Linked DNA regions of Mus musculus: region 1 is linked to region 2. Evidence: chromatin contacts called from public ChIA-PET data. All regions are on one chromosome and are shown on one strand. The core of a region is the stretch at or near the end of the contact, and the rest is flanking DNA. Distances in the headings are between cores, read along the strand shown.

Region 1 (4,052 bases), core at 529-3,028, 260 kb after region 2:
TAAAGATATCTCTGGAGTTCTATTCCCCCTCCCTCCTTGTTTTCCGGGCAGGGGTCACTTTCTTTCCCATTGGTTCACCTCCTCTCACCTCAGCCTAGAGCTGGGAGAAACATGACCCTGCTGTAAAAATAACACAGGCAGCCTGGATGCCTGGCCTTGCTTGCACAGTGGCAGGCCCTCCCAAAGGTCAAAACCTCTCCTGGACGTAGCTTCCCCTCTGGGGCCCCAGGCTTCTTTGAACTCAGATGTGTTGTGTGTTCAGCCTGTGTGCCCAGGGCTCTGCCAAGCGTGCTAACACGTCTTTATCTCTCTGAGTCTTTACATCCAGTTCTATTTCTAATGTTGGAAAGGCCTGGTGCAAGATACAGGTGCAAAAAGGCACACAAGTCTCAATGTAGGTAATAAATCAGGATAGAGGCGTGGTGGAGAACACCTTTCATCCCAGCACTCAGGAAGGGGAAGAAGAGGCAGGGCGATCTCTGAGTTCCAGGACAGTTTGGCCTACAGGGCTACACAGAGAACTCCTGTCTCAAAACCACCACCACTACAGCAATGACAGCAGGAACAGCAACTCAGGATCATTAAGTAAAGTTTATCTCCCATCCTCGGCCTCTGACTGCTTTTCCATGGTGGCCTAGAAGATGGGATTTCTTTTCAGACTCTTCCCCAGTCATCTTGCTTTTGTGACTGGTCCTGCAGCGACTGGGGTTCCACTCAGGAACCACCCACCTGCTTATCAAACTTATCCAAGAGGAGTCCAACTCAGCAACCCCTAGGGGAAACACTAGATTCTTGGATCCCCAGAACCCTTTAGAACTCAGAGGAGGTGTGTTCCCTGGACTCATGGGCTAGCATGAGGTCCCCTAAAACTAGGAGCCCAGGGCTGCCCTCCCTGTTGCCTAGCATTGAGGATGATGCTATTTTGCATCAGGAGGTAAATATCATGGGGTCACCATCCAGCAGACAGCAGAATTCTCCAGAAAAGTTGTGTGCTTTGTTCAGAGTTCTCCAGCAGCAAACACAGGGCATCAGAGCTGTTCAACTACCATGACAACCAACGAAGCAAAAGAAAACAAGGTTCTCCCCGCAGACAGTTAACATTCTGTATACAACCTCAATGGTCTCTTATGGCGCTGAAGCCTTTCAGGAACTCCGGGTTGGAAGATGGGTGGAGGGTGTGGCGAGGTGGAGGGTGTATTTCCAAGGTTTAACTGGTCTCCGGACAGTGAGGAGGATTTGTCCTGGAGGGTAGCTTGAGTAGTTGACTAGAGGTCTTGAGGGGGGACCTTCTTGGTGTTTACGGTTGCCTCCCCACCCCCGCCTCCCCGCGCTGGGGGCAAAGCACGCTGTCTCCAAGTGACTGCCTGCCAACCCTCTAAGAAGCAAAGAGTCTGTGCAGAAATGGGTTGGTGGGCGGCGTGCAGGAGACTTTGCAGGGGAAACTAGGTTTGCCACAGCCTAAAAGCCATCCGCAGAGCGAATGAGCGGCGCGGCTGGAGGCGACGCGTGTTGGTTCAGGGCTGTACCGGTCGTCCGCAGCGGGCAAGCCGGCACACGCCCACCGGCTGCGGCAGCGCCCGCTGCGGATGTCCTCCCGGCGGTCCCCGGAGAGGCAGCCGCTGCCCTTACTCGTGTTCTCTGAGCGGAACAAAAACAGCCTTCCAACAAACCTAAAAGCTCCACCTCTACTCCCCCGTGAACTCTTCTCCTAATTGGCAGCTCGGCGCTTGGGATGATGCGGGCGTCTGCGGGCTGGCCCTGCAGTGCCAAGCCGCAGCATTCCCGTCCCGCTGGAGAGGAAGAGGGCTGCCCAGGCTGGACCCTACGGCCGTGATACACGGCGCAACGGGCACTGTGCGAAACCGACGGGGACGCCGCCCCTCCTGCGGCTGGAGCGCTTCCAGAGCAGAGGCGCATCGCAGTGCCGCTCGCCCCGGCGTCCTCCCTTCAGCTCCGGCTCCTCCTCCCCCTTCCAGCCCCGGCTCCTGCAGCCGGCTCCAAGAGGCGGCGGGCGCGCCTCCCCCTCCTTGGTCTCCCCCTCGTCTCGCTCTCTCGCGGCTAACTTTCCGGAGCCCCGACCCGCGGCTCGGAGCTCCCCTGGCAGCTGCGGGGCCCACAGACGACCTCGGGTGGAGAGCCCGGCTGTCCCCACTATTCCATCCCAAGCCCCCGGAGCGCTCCAGAGAGAACAGGACCATGTCCCGGGCTGGGAACCGAGGCAATACTCAGGCGAGATGGCTGGGCACTGGGCTTTTGGGTAAGATAGCCCCAGCTTTGTCATTTCTCTCTCTCGCCTCTTTCTTAACCCCACCCCATCCTGAAGGAGGTGAAGAGAAGTGCCTTAGACAAGGTGGCACCAAATGATTGGGATGCCGGTCTTCCTCCGGACCCTTAGCTTTAAGACTATGTTCCCTGGGAACCTTGTGCATTTTCCCCAACCCCTGCCACCCGGGCAGTGAGTTTCTTGCTTTCTTTGATGCCTTTTGGAGCTAGGTGTTGGAGCTGCAGCAGGGAAATCCTCCTGAGACCGGAGTTAAGGCATGCTGGTGGGGTGGGGGCTGGGGTGTCTACTGCCTTGAGTGTGGGGGCTCCAGGGAGTTTGCAGGTGTAGCGGTGTCTGCCGCTCTTGCCTAGTACTATTGACTTGCTTGCTTCCCTGGCAGCAGGAAATGCTCCAATGGGGGACGAGGGTCTCCCTCCCGACTCTTCGCCAGGTTCTCCCCACTTCTTCCTTTCTGGTGTCCATTGCCACTCTTTCAAATGCTGGAAGGACTTAGAAGAACCCAGAGGACCACTCAAAGGCCACCTTTTCAGAAGGTCCTTGTCCCTCTTCCTTTAAAGGGTTTCTTTGGGGAAAGACCTGTTTGGCTTGCTACTGGCTTTTCATTTTGGGGAAGGCTGGGAAGAGAGAGGAGTCAGGCCCAGAGGACACAGAGGGTATAGACTCTTATGGCTATCTATTAATATTCACATGATGGTTTTGAGTGTCAAACTCCAAGAGATTAAGCAATGGTATTTATTAGTCCAGACCAGAATCTAATCTTCTACACAGCCTGACTTCCAATGTAAGCTGACTCCGTCTCTGGCACCTGTGCCTCTTCCTGTTTATATAAAGTCAAGTTTGGTTTTTGACAGCATAACCCACCCACCCACCCCCCACTGGATCAGGCACATGGTGGAGGTATCTGTGCTGGAAGCAGGGGGCACAGGCCTCTTATAGGAAGCCACTGCTGCTCTTGCGCCTGGAACTCACGTGCAGATCTGTCCTATGCGTACCCATCAGGTGTTGGGAACTGTGTTCTTTTTGCTCCTGAGCTCTGCCTTACCTCCCGGAGGCCATCAGATATAGGGCACTGATGTTTTGTTCCATACCATACAGATGTCGTACAGGTTTCATGGTGACTCTTTTAAAGTCCAAAGCTCTTCTTCATGGGATGGGTACAGTGTCATTCCACTGGAGTCCACACTTGGATCATCCTGGGGCTCTCCTGTGGCCACGGTAGGGATGAGAGGTCTCAGAGGTACCAAAGCTCCAGTCATTAAACCAGCCACTGTATGTCGTGGGTTGCTTTACCCCCGTGTTTGGTTGGTCAAGGGAGGGCTAGGCCTTGCCCTGCTAGACTATCCATAGAAGCAGGCTTCTGTGGACAGCCAAGAGGGCTCTAGGTACTGGATGGGGGAGGGGGTAAGTGGAGAGCAGGGCAGAGCTTTGGTATGAATAGGGCAGGGAGTTTGAAAACCATATCGATGAGCGATGAGCGTTGCAAAGAGTGAGGAATGTATAGCACAGAGAGGGATCGTAACCTGCCTAAGGGTGTGTGCCCAGCTGATGGTCAAGTGGGACAGAATCCAGGCCCTCTGGTGAGAGGGAAGGTCAGCGGGGCTTGTGTTTAGAGCCTGGGAATGAGTGAGGCCCTGGGACATGATGGCTATGGGTGGGTCTGAGCAGTGGTCAGAGCTTTGCTTCACAGTTGACGACATGGTGTCCCTGAAGTCTTCTCTCCATATCAACTCAGTTTCCTAGACTGAGACCCCAGTGTTTTGTTTGTTTG
Region 2 (3,820 bases), core at 813-3,312:
GATATTTTGTGTGCCCCAACGGCAGTGCACGCAGGAAACGGCTGGTTGCTATCTTTCCCTTTCTGTTTCAATCAACAGCTCCAGAGCAGCAAACCCCTACCCCCCCTTCACTTCAGCCCCTGGCAGCTGCTCTTCCTCCCCCTAGAATCCCCCATTACATTCCCCCCCCCCCCTTCCCCTGCGATTCAAACTGCCCTTTCTGCATCCAATGGAAAACAAATGCGCATAGCCATTGACTGAACCTGAACTCAACTTCCCTTCCCAGGGCAACTTTCCTTTTTGCTGAAAAAGGCTGAATTCCGTTCATCGGAGCATCCCGGTTCTCAGCCTTTACCTCATCCACCTTGAGTCTCCCACTAGGAATCGCAGAAAGACTAACTTGGCTTCATAACCCTCCTCTTTCTCCCAACCCAAAGCATCAACAACCAACGCCACCACACTAAGGCAAAACTGTCCTTTTATCTACTCTCATTCCAACCCGGCTTTCCTCCACCCCCTTCCAAGACCCAGGATTGGCCTAGGAAAAGGTGGATCAATAATGAAATGACGAGAAAAAGAGAAGGGCGGGAGGGAGCCAGGGCCAGAGGCTGCAAGCTCTCAGGCGCAGTGGGTGGGGTAAGAGAGCAGCTGCTTCCCTTGGGAGGATGCAGTCCTAGTTCCCCCACAAACATCACCCCTCACCGGGGCCCCCTTTCTCAAGAGCTGGAGAGAAACCCTGCTCCTCTCAAGGAGAATGCTAGAAAGTAGCTCTGCTCCAAGCCTAGGGGAACACTGGACCATTTTCCCTCGAACACACCTCTGGTCCTTCCTCTAAAGGAGGGAAAGGGGTGGAGTTGGAGGTAAATCCCTGACACCAGCAGCCTAGGAAACGTAGCCCTGGAAGATGAGGAAAGAGACAACGCTGGGGAGAGCACTGTTATCTTCGCAGGAGAGATGAGAACGACAAGGTAGAGAGAAAGCTTTCCCCGAGGGGTAGGGCGGAACGAGGAGGCCTGGTGTGCAGGAGGTGGGAGTGGGCTGGTGGTAGAGGTGAGACAAGGGGGAGTGACTGGCAAGGTGAAGACCTGGCTGGGGAGGGAGGGAGGGTTGGTCAGGTTTTCAGAAGCAAGGTGCAGGAAGGGACCTGGATTTCCCAAGGGCCAGGATAAGAACCTGGCTCTGGATGAAGCCACCACCCGAGAGATGTCCAAGGGGGAAGACTGCCCTAGGAGTAACACATCTGCCCAGGGAAGGAGGCGGAGATGTGGCGGGATCAGGTCTCTGGCAGAGGGAGGGAGGAATCTGGCTCGGATGAGGTAATCTGTGAAAGGGAGGAGGGGTTCAGTCCCGGGATGGGAAACCCCCGCAAGGGGGTCTGTGCCAAGGGATTTGGGGAAGGGTCCAGGGGAAGAAGGCGGGACGGGGGCTAAAGGCCCTCAACTAGAAGGGTCTGAGCCCTCGGGTAAGGGCGCCTGGGGGTCTGCAGCCCATAACGGGGGTCCTGAGATGGGAGGGCCATTTGCCCCACGTTAGGGACCCCAGGATGTTTCCAGAATTGGGATGCTCCTCAGACCTGCATGGGGGAGGGGAGGGGTTCTTCAGAGGGTCGAGACCCCGGACCTTGGGGTTCCTCGCCCCCTTACCTCTCCGCTGCCGCCTCCCCCGCCGCTCTCCCCAAACACTGCCCGGAACCGGCGCAGGTTGGTGCCGATGGCGGCCGAGACCTGCAGCGCCGCGTCGAAGCCCGGGCCCACCCGGAGCAGGGCCGGCCCTGAGGAGGCTGAGGACGATGACGAAGACGAAGACGAGGCGGACGACGAAGAGGCTGCTGAGGCGGCGGCCGCTCCCCCTGGAACCCCAGCCCCGCTGCTTCCCGCCGCCGCCGCCGCCACCGCCGGGGGGGAGGGGGGCGCCCCGGGGCCGCCACCGCCGGCCTGGGGCCCGGGGGGAAGCAGCAAGGCCGGGACGCGTTGCCGCGGGGCGCCCCCTAGGCCCCGGCGCCCCCCGCCGCCGCCGCCCCCGGTGGTCCCGGGTCGGGCGGGGAAGCGCCACCGACAGCTGTGCGCCATGTTCGCCCCGTAAGTGAAGCAGCGAGAGGGAGAGGCGACAACACAGGGGGGCGGGGAGGCGGAGGGGGGGGAGCGGCGGGCCCCGGAACCTGCCTAACCCGCCTGGCGCCGCCCAGATGGCCGTACCCCGCGGCCCGCTATGCCGAGCGCCGGGTGGCGCCCGCCTGCCCTGCAATCTGCATATGAGCCTCTGGCCTCCGCCTCCGCCGCCCGGAGGCCGCTGCTCTATGCCGAGCCCCGGGCCCGGCTCCTCCCGCCCGGCAACCTGGATAAGTGCATGCCCCGCCCTCCGGGAGCGGCAGCGCCAGGGAAGATGAGGGGGGGAAGGAAGCCCTGGAGCCCGGAGCGGAGGCGGGTTCCGGGGAGAGGGGGGAGGGGGCGAGGGCGGCGGGAGGATGGAGGCGGAGGGAGCGGGTGGCCCGCAGCCGAGAGAGCCGAGAAGCCGATTACACACGTTCCCGGGACGCGCAGGGACTTGAGCGGCCCAGGAGAACCGCTTCCAGTGCGGCGCGGCTGCTGGGTCCCCGGAGGAGCGAGCCTTCTCCGCCGCTTTGGAGAGCGGCGGGCTTAGCCCTTATGGAACGCTTCTAGAATCCAGAAAGCTCCATTGTACTCCATGCAAAACCCAAGCGTCGCCCAATTGATTCTATGCAAAATGGCAAGGCTCTCGGCGAACGCGCCTTAAAAAAATAAAATCCAATAAAAGAGGAGCCCCTCCCATCTTCACGCTTGGAGCTCTTTCCAAAATCCACACAACCGTGTGGTCGGCCTCTGCCACCTCCTCGCTCCACTGTGCGCTGGAGGGAGGTGAGGGGCTTCTGGTTTCCGTGCCCTTCTCCGGAGTTGGGGTGTGTTTTCCCAGTCCAGGCGTTGGAGCCACAGCGTGCGCTCCGCAAACGACCTGGCGTTACAACGGAGCTGAAACTGGGTGGCTAACGGACAGGGCCTGGAGGGAAGAGGCGGGCAAAGGCGCCCCGCCCCTTCTTCCTCCGCTTCCAGCCTGCCGCTGCATGCAAAGCAGACCCTAATGTATGCACACGGAGGGAGGGGGCTCGCCAGCACATTTCTCATGATTGGGAGGGGGGGGGTTTGAAGCCCGGCGTAGGGCATTATGATACACAGGGTTAGCAAGCCGAGAGGGAGGGAAGAGGGGTAGGGCAGTGCCGGGGGTTGATGGTGGGGTGAATATCCACGGGATTTACTTTATTGCAGGAAATGGGAGACGGCGCCTCCAGCGAGGCGTTAGAAGCCTGCGGGGATGGAAAAGCCAAGGAGGGAGGGAGAGATTGCTGCCCGAAGAATTTGCCTTGGCTGAGGCTTAGGGATCGATACACTGCCTGCAGACCCGGAGCAGCCTCCATCTCCCCCAACCCCCAGCCGAGGTGGAGTTCGCAGGAAGGTCATGCAGCCGTCCAGGTCTCCCGCACCGGTACCCGGCGCTGCTCTAACCAGGACCTCCCCGGGTGGCAGATTTGGGAACGACAGGGTGGTTCATAGTAAGGCAGGTAGCAACCAGCTCCAGCCCACTGGAGGGTGTACTGCACGCCTCCAGAGGTCCACGGCCTCCTGGTGCTGAAAAATCTACGTCCTTCCTACGGAGAGACGTCTGTGCCTGAGGAGAAAATGGGGAGGGGGGGGGGGGAGCGAGGAAAGGAACAGAGAAGGGGAGGAGACATAGTCAAGCCCCAACTCCCCAAACTCGTCCGGGATCGATCATCGTTCCAACCACGCAGGATGGAGCCCAGATGGTTTGCAAAACGCACATTCACACT

Evidence for each region. ChIA-PET counts read pairs in DNA pulled down with a chosen protein or histone mark.
Region 1: a contact with region 2 is called in an RNA polymerase II ChIA-PET map of effector CD8 T cells, with 23 read pairs. The contact joins the promoter of Scn4b here to the promoter of Kmt2a in region 2. A contact is called at or near these places in 12 of 39 promoter capture datasets (cranial neural crest, embryonic stem cells, frontonasal cranial neural crest and 6 more), 1 of 484 Hi-C or Micro-C datasets (the P5424 cell line), 5 of 115 datasets of contacts at active chromatin or transcription factors (effector CD8 T cells, embryonic stem cells, large pre-B cells and 1 more) and 1 of 9 other capture datasets (embryonic stem cells).

The regions. Positions count from the first base shown.
Region 1 is chr9:45,136,846-45,140,897 of GRCm38.p6, forward strand. It overlaps Scn4b (sodium channel, type IV, beta), which reads left to right and starts at 1,779. Exons shown (of 5, transcript NM_001013390.3): 1 at 1,779-2,257. The coding sequence starts at 2,197.
Region 2 is chr9:44,879,227-44,883,046 of GRCm38.p6, forward strand. It overlaps Kmt2a (lysine (K)-specific methyltransferase 2A), which reads right to left and starts at 2,063. Exons shown (of 36, transcript NM_001357549.2): 1 at 1,623-2,063. The coding sequence starts at 2,048. It overlaps Gm39326 (a long non-coding RNA gene), which reads left to right. Exons shown (of 4, transcript XR_870694.3): 2 at 266-3,477.